Linked DNA regions of Mus musculus: all the other regions are linked to region 1. Evidence: chromatin contacts called from public Hi-C and promoter capture Hi-C data. All regions are on one chromosome and are shown on one strand. The core of a region is the stretch at or near the end of the contact, and the rest is flanking DNA. Distances in the headings are between cores, read along the strand shown.

Region 1 (3,179 bases), core at 229-2,728:
ACCATAGAAATCACATTTCCTAAGTTTTCACAAATGCTAGTGATAGTCAAAGGGTCTCTCCCACATTACTAAAGAAGAGTGGGGGCATATGTTCCTGGCCCAAAAGCAATCAAAATAAGTAGCCAAATTAAGGCATTATGACTAAATACAAAGAAAAATAACAGATTACTCATAAGAATAATAAGGCATGTATGAATGACATGTCCATTGTAGCTCTACTATCGTATTTCCTTATGCTGTTAACAGACAAGGACATTAACTAGCTAAGGAAACAAGGCAAGGAAGTTCGGCATAGTAAGCAAATATACGGATAAAATCATCAACTGAAGGGGCTGGAGAGACGGCTCAGTGAGAAAAGGCACTTATCCTTCTTGTTAACGACCCAGGTTCAATTCCTAGCACCCACATGGCAGCTTGCAACAGCCTGTAACTCCAGTCCCAGGGGATTTGAAGTCCTCATCTGATCTTTAAGAGCATCAGGCATACACATAGTAGTGTATGCACATATATGCATGCAGCCAAAAACACCCATACACATAATAAATCTTTTAAAAACATTAAATAAATAGAAACAAACAAACAAAAGACCACCTCTGGGCTGTCTAGTGACTCCGTGATAATCTCACTACCATGCCCTGCCAGAGACACAGACTAAGATACCTTCTATCTGGGCAGGCCATTTCAGTCCAAGTCAGCCAAGTTGTGAGGAGAAAACTCTCAACCAGTGAGCCCAACAGCAACCCTAACTAAAGATCGGGTGAAAGAGGGCTTTCTCCTGGAATTTTCCTCCTCCGGTTTGTTTTCTTGTCCCTGAGCATCTTTTCTTATTTTTGTGTCTATCAAATAACTGGCAATATATTTCCCCACAGTTTAAAAACTCTTAACAAAGGACTAATAACCATTAAGCTTAAAAGACTTGGAGGAGGATAAATTAAAAAAAAAAAGAAAAGAAATACACATTTCTACAGTTTTGGACTAAGTCTATCAACGCCAGACTTCTTTAAATAAATATGTCAAGCAGAGACTGTAAAGGAGATGAATTATTGGCAGAATGGCAATGTAAGGGTGGTTTCCCGCCTGAATCCCTATGTTTGGATCCTGCCATTTAGGCTACAAGCAAAAGGAATGAAACTGAGTAACCCTCAGCAATTTTGTAAATGGTATCAGACAGATATTTTATCACATGCGGCCCCTTTTACTCAGGTCCCTCAGACAGCCCGCAAAGTAGCATCTTCTACGGGACCTACATCCTAGTCACCCTTTCAGCTCCAGTTGAAAGACTTCTCAGCGTTCCCTACTCATCCCATGTACAACCCACGTGCTCCTCCATCGGATCTGAACGTCACAACCCCGGGGGATTCTCCCGGGTTCAAGAAAGACGGAAGCGATCGACCCGCTCAGGGTCTCCATTGCCTGAACATGTCCCCTCCGCCAGAAGACAAGACCCGGAGCGCCGAGACGCTCGATCTCCGTTGCCTGAGCCTGCCCCCTTGCGCCCTCTCCAGGACTCGGAGTACCGAGCGGCTCGATCTCCCTCGCCTGAGCCCGCCCCCTCTGCCCAGCGCCAGGCGGCGGAGCGCCGAGTCGCTCGATGAGCGGGGGCGCTGCAGCAGAGCGGAGCGGTGGCGGCTCTGCGCCTTCGGCCTTCCCCCTCCCACCCTTCTTCCTCCGCTTCCCGCTCCCTCCCCCGCCTGCCCTGCGCTGCCAGCAGGGACTGCTGCCGGGAGCCCATCGGAGACCGCAGGTATCCCGCCCCGGCGCGCCTGAGCAGGCAGGAAGCCAGGCGACGCCCCTGCCTACCGCCCCCAACGTCCGCTGGGGCTGGGAACCGGCCTGCGCGAGGGTCGGGTCGCGAGTGGGGAAGGCCGGGGGCCCGGGGTGTCCTGAGGAAGGGGCGCGAGGACTGGGGAGGGGCTGGGGCGGCCGAGGAGCTTTGAGATCGAGTTGCCCTCCAGGGGGAGAGCTGTTCCCGAGGGGGCACCTGTACGGGGAGTCGGGGGCCAGAGTTCCGAGCAGATGTCGGGGTGCGTGGCCTGGGGTGGCGGCGGCGAAGGGAGCCGAGGAATTGGCCAGAGAGGCTCGCCTGAGGTCCTTCCTCGGGGGTTCGGAGAAAGCGCGCATCCCCGCTGTGCTTAGAATGACCCGGGGGTGGAGGTGAATCCTTACACGTAACAGGTTTTGCGAGTAAGATTTCCAGTCACGATTTGCGTGGAACTGTTACCAGCCGAGACTGCAGATGAGAAATGAGGAAGAACTGGCGAGGGGGATGGAGGCTGAGCAAAGGAAAGCCGTGCCCAGCCAGATTCGAGCTTTTTTAGCGAAATGAAATAGAGCTTGTTTTGTCGAGGTAAAAAGCCAGTGTAGATTAAACAACAGGTTAGAAGTGCGTTACATGTAAAGCCACGGAATAGAGAACGTACTACAGAAGATGCATACGAGAGATTTGAGCAAGCGGGGAAGTACACGTAAGAGTCGTGCGATGTTGACACTTCAGTGAACCGTGTGGTGTTCCATCCACGACGTGGAAAGACATCACGATGACTCTTACTACGTAGACACGTTAACGACAAGAATATTTTTGGTAGGAGGAACTGTAGGCAGAATGGAGTCAACTCTGATTTCTGAGTACAGTTTATTTACGCTACTTATTTTTAATCTGTAAATATCATTAGTTGCGGGTAGTTCCAGGGTAGCTCGTTTATCTATCTGCTGATTTGCTGGTGGTTTGTTTATTTGTCTAGCCTGAGTTTGCTTCCTTCCTCAAACTGATAGCTTGGATTTTAGAACTTGAATAAGAGGTTTACTCCTCATTACGTTTTAGTGTCATACCGTGTAAAGACATTTTGTGAATTTGCTTGATCCCTCTCTCCTGTTGGCTAAGATCAGCTTTTGCTGTTAGCTAAGATCAATATCTGTTATCAGCCAGTTGTTTCTTTTGGGCTGTCAAGGATATAAATATATCGTCCAGATACAGTTTAAATCTCATTTTCTCCAGTTCTTGCCTTATCAACTTTTTCCCGGTGCATTCTGTAATATTTCTGCATGAAATTTATTCTGAGATTAAGATGTAAGGAATAAAATGGGCCAGATGATTCTAACGGAAGTAATGTGGAATAAAGACCCCCAGGGCTGTGACTCATGCATGGATGGATAGCAGCTATGTTATAAGTGAAGTTGTT
Region 2 (3,179 bases), core at 323-2,822, 2.9 Mb after region 1:
TATGTCTAAAAGGATCTCCAGACGCAGTGAAGAAAAAAGCAAGGGAGAAAAATGCTTTCACCACCATGCATCCGGTTTTCATTCACACACATGTAGGGTGCACATACAGGCACTAGTATTTATATATGTATGCATTTCTAAGAAGGAAATAAATCAAGGAAAATAATCACAAAACAGAAACATTTCTAGGGGCAGTGGCATGAAATCCAAATGGGACCGATTCTGGGACTTCTGCTTTTTTGTATTTAATTCTTACAATGATAACATTCATTTAAAAACATTAAAACGCACACCTAGGCGTCCTTTAAGCAATTTACAGCCAGTAGTATTGGCTGTAATGAGATTTCATTTCTTTCTATTTTTGTTGTTAGTAAAAAAAAAAAAAAAAATGACAGCAACAAATCGCTTCACTTGGCAAAGAAATGACAGAGTTGGGGGGAGGAGGCACTTTGAAGAAACAGGACTTTTTAGTTGACTCTGGCATGACCCAACACACTCAACAAAACTCACGGTACACAGAACGAAAAAGGTGGAACCCTGCGTCCACAGTCCTGAAGGTTGTTTTTAGAAAGCTTAACTAAGAAACAGAAAATGCCAAGTGTGTTTTCCAGGGGTGGGAACAGGAACGTGAAACCTTACACCACCTAAAAGAGGTCTACGGGACTGACAGCAGGCTGGACCTGGGAAGGCGCGGGGGTGGGGAGGGCTCCGCGATCTCTTTTAGGTTTGGGCTAAGCGCCACGGTTTACAGCGAGCCCGGCTGGGGTGTCAAGTCCCTGAGGGTGGTCAACAGCGTCTCTCTCGGGCGACATCTAACCCCTTGCGGAAGCCGAAGAAGAAGGTGGACAAGCAACACCTTGAGGTCTTCGGCTGAGCGGGGACAGCTCCGGAGAAAAGCAAAAGCGCCAACTTTGGCGTTCAACGTGGCATCTCCGTAAGGCTCGCGGAGTCTTCTCCGGAGTCCCAGCCCACGAGCGACCCCAACACCTTTCCGGGCTTAGTGCCGCCTCCCCACGGCCCGGCTCTCCGAGGGAAGCCCAGCTTGAGCCGCGCCTGGCAGCTTGCAAAGGGGACCCCGACCTTAGGAGGAGCGGGCGCGGATCGCCGTCATCCCACCTGAGACCTAGCCTGCGGGGCGCCCCGGTCGGGGCTCGGTCCGGTCGCCAACAGCCCCGGCGGCGCCCCCTCCCCCACCTCTGGGCGGCGACCTCAGCGCCGCCGCCCCGGGGCCCCCGCTCACCCAGGTAGCGGCTCCTCAGCCGGGACGGGTCCTCCAGCCCAAGGGACCTTTTCCTCACGTCCCACAACAGGTGCGGGCAGGAGCCACTCCGAGCCATGGCTCCGCAGGGGCTGGGGTGGGAAAGGGGAGACCACCGCGGGGGGTGGGGAGGGGAAGAGAGGGAGGGGACAGGCCGATCAACACCCGAGCGGCACCAGCACCATGCGCGCGCCCCGGGGCCTCGCCGGCGCCGCGACTCAGAGGGCGGCAGCCACGGCCGCGCCTTCTCCCCGGGAGCGGAGAGGTACCCGGGCCACGGCTCGCCTCATACTCTCCTCAGACTACCCAGAACATCTAGAGATCGGCAACAGTCCCCTCCCTCGACCCCCCTCCCGCGGGAGGCGGAGGCGAAGGCGGAGGCGGCCGCGAGCTCCTCCCTCTCCTCCCTAGACCACGCCCCCTCCCGGCCCTTCTCGCGAGAGGATGCACACGGGCAACAGAAGCCGCTGTGCGTCACGATTGCCCTCACCCTAGGAGAGGAGCTTGAGGGCGCTCTAGCCTACTCCTTAATGGATTGGAGAGGCATGACGGAAGCCGCTGAGGTTGTCTTGCTCACGCCTCTCGAGTCAAAGGAAAAAACCGGGCGTGATGACCCATGCATGCAATCCCAGCAGTCGGGAGGCTGGACCATAGCGAGATCCAAGCCAGCCTGGGGTACACAGCGAAGACACCGACTCAAAAACAATAAGTAAATAAGAGGAAGTCCGACAGGTATCCAGCGTCATCTTCAGTTCGGGAGAGGGAAGCCCAGAAAGCTTATTAGTCAAAGTGAGGGACCGGGCGGAAGTGCGGCTTCAGGTTCCCCTCTCCAACATGGCCTCCAGGGCCGGAAGGAGATGATTTCTGGCCACGCCTCTTCCGCTCTGTGAGGCCAGCCAATTAGAGCAGGCCGTTAAGCTTGCGCAACGCCTCGCCCGCCTAGCTCTAGCGGCCCCAGCACGGCGACCTCTGTAGCACCTGTTGCCATGACTCCTCCCCCTCGGTCTCCCCAACCCGCTCGCAGGAGGCGGGCCGGGGCGGGCTTTTGCTGAGCTCCGCCCCCCTGAGCCTTTGCGGGACTCGGCCTCTAGGTGCTTCACCTCTGGCTGCCAGAGCCGGGGAAGGGCGCCCTAGGGCAGAGGCGGACGCCCCAGCGCTGCAGAGAGAAAGTGACGAGCCGCCCTTCGTTGTCAGCCAGGAACGCGGACACAGCGGCGCTCCCACCCTGCTGCTGTCGATCCCTAGGCCGCCGCGATGGCAGCTGCCGGCGCCCGAGGCCTGCGGGCCACCTACCACCGACTCATGGATAAAGTGGAGTTGTTGCTGCCAAAGAAATTGAGGCCGCTTTACAACCACCCGGCAGGTAATGAATCCTGAACGGCTCGCACGGAGATCGTTCCTCTCCCTCCGAAACCGGGACATTAGAGGCCCTGTGACAGTTGAGTTGCTACCGGAATCCCAGAGCCCTCATCTCGCCACTGAAGGGAATCCATCAATTCTCCTAGTCTTTCACCTTGTTTCATCTTAGGTCTCTTTCCAAAAACCGAGTATCAGCACCCAGTGCCCTTGTTGACTTTTGATGTCTTCGCTCCCTTAAACACTGCTCACACTCCCGACCTCTCCTCCAGACTTGAACCTTACTTAACTCCTGAGAGCCACGAAGGGGTCTTGGGCCACCATGAAACCCTCCTTCTCCTCCCCTTTCTCCCTCCGTGAATTTCTAACGCACACGTGGGGTAGAGCTGAAAAGGTGTCTGTCTGGTCTCAGCAGAGGGTTTGGAGTAAAGGTCATACTTTAGTTCCTCTTGGCAGAGGCCTGCTAAGTGAGCCCTCCCCAAAATTGGACGCTCCCCACCCCCATCCCCTTCCCCTTCCCGGTTCAGTCAATGTCAACCTGGTTCCATAGACCCAGTATAATAAG
Region 3 (3,179 bases), core at 234-2,733, 2.6 Mb after region 1:
AAAATGTGTGTGTTTACTGTATAACTTTGTCTTACAGTAGTTTATTGTCATGCAACAGCTCTCACGTTCATAATCCTCCCAGCTGTACAAGGGACAGCTCTCTTTCGTTGCTGTGTTTTATTCATAATTACAAAGCTAAGACACCAGAAATTGAAGGCTTTTTATCAACGACAAAAGTCAGCCTGAGGTTCAGCTAATTTCAACTTTTCTCTCTAAGCAAAATTTCTCTCAAGGTGTAAGAAAAAGAGTCTGGGCTCAACTAACACTACTGAAAATGTCCTTCGGGTACTTTGTGTCCATAGGTACCCAAAGATGTGTGAGCATGCAGTGGGAGTCTCTTTCAAAACATTTGCATCTCCTCTGCTAAGCTCAAGCTTTAAAGTTCCCTCAAAGGCGCCTAACAGGCTAAGCTTCACAGGATCTGAGAAATGCCAGCAGGGAGCGGTATGGACAATCCCCACTCTTTGCAGGGAGAATGAAAGAAGAAAACTTCTCTTTCCTAAAACTGGGCATTAGAGCTTCATTCCCTATTATACGCCAGCTTTCCTAACTATGTGAAACACACAATCGAAACTCATTCTCCCTCAACATGCACAAGGAAGCAGGCAGAGAGAGATAGGCCATGTGGCCCTTTCAATCCCAGTCTTCAACTAGTCAAAATCGTCTGACAGACAGGTGTGCTGTGCTTAAGAACAAACTATCCAGTTTCCAAATAAAGTCAACTTTCACATTATCTGAACAGGACTGAACACAGGTCTGCTCCAGGGGACACAGTCATTCAAAAATTAATACCAGTTTCTGACAGTTGAGTCCACTTCCCCAATGCATGGGGCATGCTCCCCTGCAAAATAATTCCCCATATAATACATGTAGGTAAGACAGGTGGCCTCCATCTTCCACTGCTCTGATTATCTCAAAGAAATTAAGTTGGCTGAGTGACGGCCAGCCGAGACTGTCTTTAAGATGTTCAGAGCCTGCTGCCTCTGAACGAAGAGTGGTAGCCTCTTTACTACCAAAGGTGTCTTACCTTCCTCGCCAAGCAAAGGCTAGCACAAGTGGGCTGCAGTCAAACTCACCTGCCGTTCTTGGTCACGATCATTTCATTAGTGACTTCCTTGAATCTCTGCCAGAGGGGAGCATCCTCCAGGATGATCTGAAGTTGCTTCTCTGTAGGGTCTCCCTTCTCCCTCCCTGCCTGGAGCTCACTTTCCACCACGTTAAGCAGGCGAGACACAGTGCCTTCGCCAGCCTTCTGTGTGGCCAGTTCACTCATGGCTGTAGACCCTTTCAAACTTTGCTGAGAGCCGTTCCCACTTTCTCTGCCTCCGGCTCCTTCCTTCCCTCACTTGCTGGCTTTTCGACCCCAGCTGGTCAGTGTCTGGGAGTAGAATAAGATGCCTTGGCTCTTGCTAAAGCTTCCAGTGTGACACCCCTGAAAGTCTCCAAATTATACCACCAACCTGTTAAGCTTCAGTTGGGGAGCAGGGAGGAGAGGGTGGGGGGAGGTGGAGAAGAAAAAGCGCTCTCTTAATTACTCACTGGATCAGGTGGGAGTCAGCCTGGCTTTCCCATTGGCCGCCCTGCCTACAGTAGACGTTTAAGAAGAGTACTCCATCCAAATTATCAGGCTTTTATCTTGTTGTACCTGAAGAGGTCTAATCGGTGTATTGAGGACCGTTTTCCCGTTAATTAAAATTATTCCAGGCCCGGACTGCAACAATCAGTCAAATCATGTCTGCGTATAAATTGTGGCATGTGGCACCTATAGAAAAGGAGGTGCTGGCAGGGGAGCCACAAACTTGCTGTCTGGGCAAGCTGTCCTGGCAGAGTAGTCAGCTGAACTCCCTCCACCCTGATCTAGCAACTTGAACAGACACAGAAGCCCTGCAGACAAGAGCAGTCTATGCTGAGGGTGAAGGGCTCTGTGCCAAGATACAAGACCTGAGAATAAAGGAAGTCTCTCTGCATGCTACACTCAAGAAACTGAAGTCAGGAGGAAAAGAACTACAGACCTCTTTCCCCTAGGGAGCTCCTCTGTCATCTCCCCACTGACTGTACCCACCCACATTCACACCCTTTTTACCTCTAAGGTCCTTTTCATTTTCAGCTTTGAACTTTGATCTTCCTCCCTCGAATCCAGACCCCTAGTCTCTCTTATCTCCAGTCCTAGTGAAAGGAAGGGGGAAAGTAATTTGTCCTGAACTATTCTAAGAAAAACTCTGCGCCTCCTGGGTGGGAATCAACGTTTTACATCATTGGACTGAGTGATGCTAATCGTTGGTCCAAAAAGGCTCCCAGTTCTCTTTTGGGACAGCCGTGGCCAACGCTGTCCTTCCGGATTGAGTCCCGCTATTCCCTGAGGATGTAATTAGTAGAAACGGTTACTTCTCCTAAAGACACAGCACAGGGTGGCTGGATGGGGAGGTAGAAACCATGAAGGAGACCATCAAAACAGCTGGAACACCCCAACCCTAGGAGAGCCTAGGGTGCTGGTTTATCTTGTTATAAAAGAAAACAAGAATGTCAGAGCAATGGGGAAATAAAAGCAGAAAACTTAGGGGGAGTCTGAATGTGGAGGATGCCAAACATGAACTGAGTACCTACTAAGCACTCCACAGAAGTGATAGAAGAGAAGCGATATCTTCGTAGAACGACCCATCTGACAGGGGAAAGAAGTGACATGAAGTAGTTTGGTTATCAGCCACGGTAAGAAAATAAAGATCATGCAAAAGGACGAAGTGGTGGAGGAAGCCATGCAAGGTGAGGCGGGGCTGGGGTGGGGAGGGTCCTGATTAGATGCTGTGCTGTAGAAAGGCGATTTGAGAAGGCATCTCAACAGTGACGGAAAGGACACAGAGAAAGTTGAGTATCCAGAAGAGGGGACCCAGTAGTCATGGCTAGGACCAGGCAGGGACCTGCTAGAGGGCAGAGTAGTAGGACTCACTGCTCAAGGGGGAAATGTGGGCAGCACTGAACTGGGTATGAGGGAACCAATGTCTAGCATGATGAATTAGTCCACTTACTGAGGCAAAGAAGCTGAGGGGGATGGGGACTCAAGCAGAGCCACACTTTATTTGGAAATTGATGTTGCAATTCTATACATATTTATAATTTTAAAACGTGGTAGGATATATACTGACCCGAAAGATAACCACACCCTGACCCACAGAGCATATATC
Region 4 (3,179 bases), core at 412-2,911, 2.4 Mb before region 1:
CCTCATGTGGATGTTAGCATATGAACAAAAACCACCCAATAAAATAACAAATGTTAGTGAATGTGTGGAGAAATGGCACCTTTTGTGCAATTCTTGTGGAAACGGTAGCTTCCTAAGACTTTCCCTATTATTTGGCAATTACACGGACTAAAAACATGCCCACAAAACAAAACTTGTTTACAAGAAATCACAATCGGCAAGATGGAGAAACAGAAGAGTAGGAATTCCATCTGTACAATGGGACAGTATTCAACCACCCAAAGGAATGCCATACTGATACCACGACTGAACTAGAAAATCCTAAGGCTCCAGCCTAAGTAGATGGAGCACCTACAATGGATTTCTATTTAAGGAAACGAAAATAGTCTGCAACTAGGTAACACTGATGGTTGTACGACAGAAAAAGTTGAATTTCACATCTTAATATGATTGAATAAGGTGAATTTTAATCTCAGAAGAAAAACATGCCCCTATATGCATAGCTCCAAGTCTAAAGTCCCTTCTCTTTTGGAGACAATTAATGCTGCACAACTGTTAAGCCACCCTCTCCACTCTCCCAGTGAGCACGTGGTGCCTGCCTATCTTGTCGCAAGATACCCAGATGAATACTTTAACTTCCTAATTTTTATGTGTTTAAAGCCCATGATTTCTAAGTGAGGGAGAAGTTTCCGAAAAGCAAATCTTAACAGCCAATGTTTCTGTGAAAACAATATGTCAATCACATAAAACCTGTATTGGCCAAAACCCGGCAATTCAATTACTCTTGCTATGGAGACCTCGAGGATCCAAAAAGTCAAGTCATTCACATTCATTTTTTACAAATCTAAAAACACACGCCAGGCAATTTCCTAGTCGTACCTACTGCTCAATTCCCAGTAACTTTTTAAAAATTGCTTTTATACATAAAGACTGGGGGTATACCGGAACGGTAGAGAGCTTGCCTAGCGTGTGTAAGGCCTGCAGGTCCGCCACTGGCACTGCTAAATAAAAACTGAAACCATAAGCACTGTCCAGGGCGTTTAGAAATAATACAGAGAATGTATGTATAACCACCTATAAAATGAAAGCGGTGACCATGACTAGTCATGCGGGCATGGGAATTCCTTCCCATGGCCCCCGGCCCGGAGCTCAGAGCTTTGCAGGAAGGTTTCTGATCCCTGGCCAGGAACCGGGAGCCGAGAAGACCTCAGGCAATGGAGAGAGGGGACCGCCACCCGCGAGCCTACCACGAACCGCGCCAAAAATTGGGATCCAGACACACCCCCGACCTTCCAGCCGCGGCCGGGACACTCAGGCCCAGGCAGGCGGCGGCGTAGAGGCCGCGGGCCCGCGACGGGGGCAGAGCCGAGGACATCAGCCCCGGGAAAGCAGCCGCCGCCCGGCGGCGCGAGCCGGTGGGTCCAGGCCGACCCCTACCTCTTCCAAAACGGAAGCCATGCCGTCGCGCGTCAGACCCGAGGCCGGAGCTGCAGCGGTGCACCGAAGCAGACAGGAAAAGCCGAACACGCCACCCACGAGCGTCGCAGCGCCGGCAGCGAGCTCCACAGACCCGGCGCGACACGGCGGCCCGCCCTCCGCACGAGACGGCTCTGGAACCTTCGCAAGGCTCCACCGGAGCCTCCCAAGGCCCCGCCCCTCCGAGTCTAGTCCCGCCCCCAGGCTGGTTGCCTAGCAACGCTCAATTCTCGCGAGCGATCGAATGCTCAGGAGGCGTCCAGCCACTTCCTTCCGCCCCAGCGATTGAGACGTCGTTCCGCGCCGGCAGAACCGGGCTGCGCAGTCGCAGCTCGCAACCGCGGCCAGACCTAGCCCCGGAACTAACCTTCAAAGGTTTGGGGACCCGATAGGAAGTGTCTCGAGAAGGGCTGCTTCCGCTGGTGCGATGCGGAGTTGCCAGGCCGCCATCTTGTCTTCGGCAGCTCTGAGGTATCGGGAAAGAACAAAGGAGCGCCCCCAAAGAAGCACAACTACCATCAAAAAAGGACGGATTTGTTAAGGGAGGAAGGCTCCTAAGTAGAACAATGGCTTTAAGTGGGCCTTGGGTTTCTGGAGGCGTCCTGCGTCTAGCACCGTTGACGTGGCGCCATCTCGTGGGACTGTAGGAAGGTTGCACGGGCTTCCTGACTGGCTCTGGGCGCCGTGGTGGAAAGCGGCACGGTTTCAAGTGGCCGAACGCTCCATTCTCCCTTGCCTATATGAGCTCTTGATACGAAGTTTTCCACTGCCTTCGCTCTTTACTAGCGGTTTATTTTGTATTTTCAGCAGGGTTTGGATTGAGTGAATTTCCACGTAAAATGTGGAGGAATTCTTAGGACTTTGGGTTGCAGCAGCCCGGATTAGTAAACCCCCAGCGTAAAACCGTTTTTCAAATTATCTTAATTATGACAGCATAGAGACGTCCATAACACCCAGTAAACCGAGACAGAAAACAAACAGTACCCATTGGGAGGTAGAGCAATCTGCTGTCAGCTTACAGATGCTTAGGGGAGTTACTAGCATCAGCAAGTCAAGGAAAATGCTGCTACACTACACTTTATATTAATGTAACATTAAGGCATGCAACCTGTACGAACTTCTCACACAAACTTGCACAAAATGACAAGTTAGACAGGGATGTATGTCGTGTATAGTTGCAACTTAAATAAAAGTCTCAAACCACCAGTCCCATGGCCTATAGTGATAAAAATAAAAACAATCCTTTTCTGGAGTGGACAATGACAGAAAGGTGCCACCCTTTGAAGTTTATGAAAAGGTGAAATAAAAAGGAGGAGGACATGGCTACTTCTAAAGTATGGAGAAGATTTTTTTTATTATTTTTAATTTTTTTTTGTAGCTATAAGGAAGACAGGCAGAGGGAAGGGTCCAGGTCGAACATGACTGTTAGACTAAATACAACATAAGAGCAAGAGGGGCCTTGAACCTGTAAGAGTCCATGAATGGTCTAAGAATCATACCCTAGGCTCAAACAGTATGTAAACGCACAGAGTGTTTTATTCTGCAGAAGTCCAGCGGTGCTGGAGTCTCCCATTACCAGAAATAAAGAGTCAACCAAGTGAGCTTGAAGGCCTGATTTAATGCATGTTAGGAGATTCCATTTATTCCCTAGGGGATGACCTCTAACCCCATTTCTATCGACATTCCATTACTCGGGCATGGAGACTAAAAACTGTTGCTGAAGA

Evidence for each region. Promoter capture Hi-C pulls out the DNA fragments that hold promoters and counts their contacts. Hi-C and Micro-C count contacts between places; a contact is called where the count stands out from the background.
Region 2: a promoter capture Hi-C map of pre-B cells shows a contact between it and region 1, with 3 times the contacts expected there. The contact joins the promoter of Dcaf6 here to the promoter of Vamp4 in region 1. A contact is called at or near these places in 1 of 39 promoter capture datasets (pre-B cells), 1 of 115 datasets of contacts at active chromatin or transcription factors (astrocytes) and 1 of 9 other capture datasets (liver).
Region 3: a contact with region 1 is called in a promoter capture Hi-C map of hippocampal neurons, with 7 times the contacts expected there. The contact joins the promoter of Tbx19 here to the promoter of Vamp4 in region 1. A contact is called at or near these places in 3 of 39 promoter capture datasets (hippocampal neurons, liver and pre-B cells).
Region 4: a contact with region 1 is called in a Hi-C map of cardiomyocytes, with 7 times the contacts expected there. The contact joins the promoter of Cacybp here to the promoter of Vamp4 in region 1. A contact is called at or near these places in 1 of 39 promoter capture datasets (the C10 cell line), 2 of 484 Hi-C or Micro-C datasets (CD4 T cells and cardiomyocytes) and 1 of 9 other capture datasets (adipose tissue).

The regions. Positions count from the first base shown.
Region 1 is chr1:162,569,037-162,572,215 of GRCm38.p6, forward strand. Vamp4 (vesicle-associated membrane protein 4) reads left to right here and starts at 1,479. Exons shown (of 8, transcript NM_001356527.1): 1 at 1,479-1,744.
Region 2 is chr1:165,458,891-165,462,069 of GRCm38.p6, forward strand. Dcaf6 (DDB1 and CUL4 associated factor 6) reads right to left here and starts at 1,573. Exons shown (of 19, transcript NM_028759.1): 1 at 1,241-1,573. The coding sequence starts at 1,337. Mpc2 (mitochondrial pyruvate carrier 2) reads left to right here and starts at 2,370. Exons shown (of 5, transcript NM_027430.3): 1 at 2,370-2,621. The coding sequence starts at 2,513.
Region 3 is chr1:165,159,290-165,162,468 of GRCm38.p6, forward strand. It overlaps Tbx19 (T-box 19), which reads right to left and starts at 1,484. Exons shown (of 8, transcript NM_032005.4): 1 at 1,077-1,484. The coding sequence starts at 1,273.
Region 4 is chr1:160,211,231-160,214,409 of GRCm38.p6, forward strand. It overlaps Cacybp (calcyclin binding protein), which reads right to left and starts at 1,662. Exons shown (of 6, transcript NM_009786.2): 1 at 1,417-1,662. The coding sequence starts at 1,437.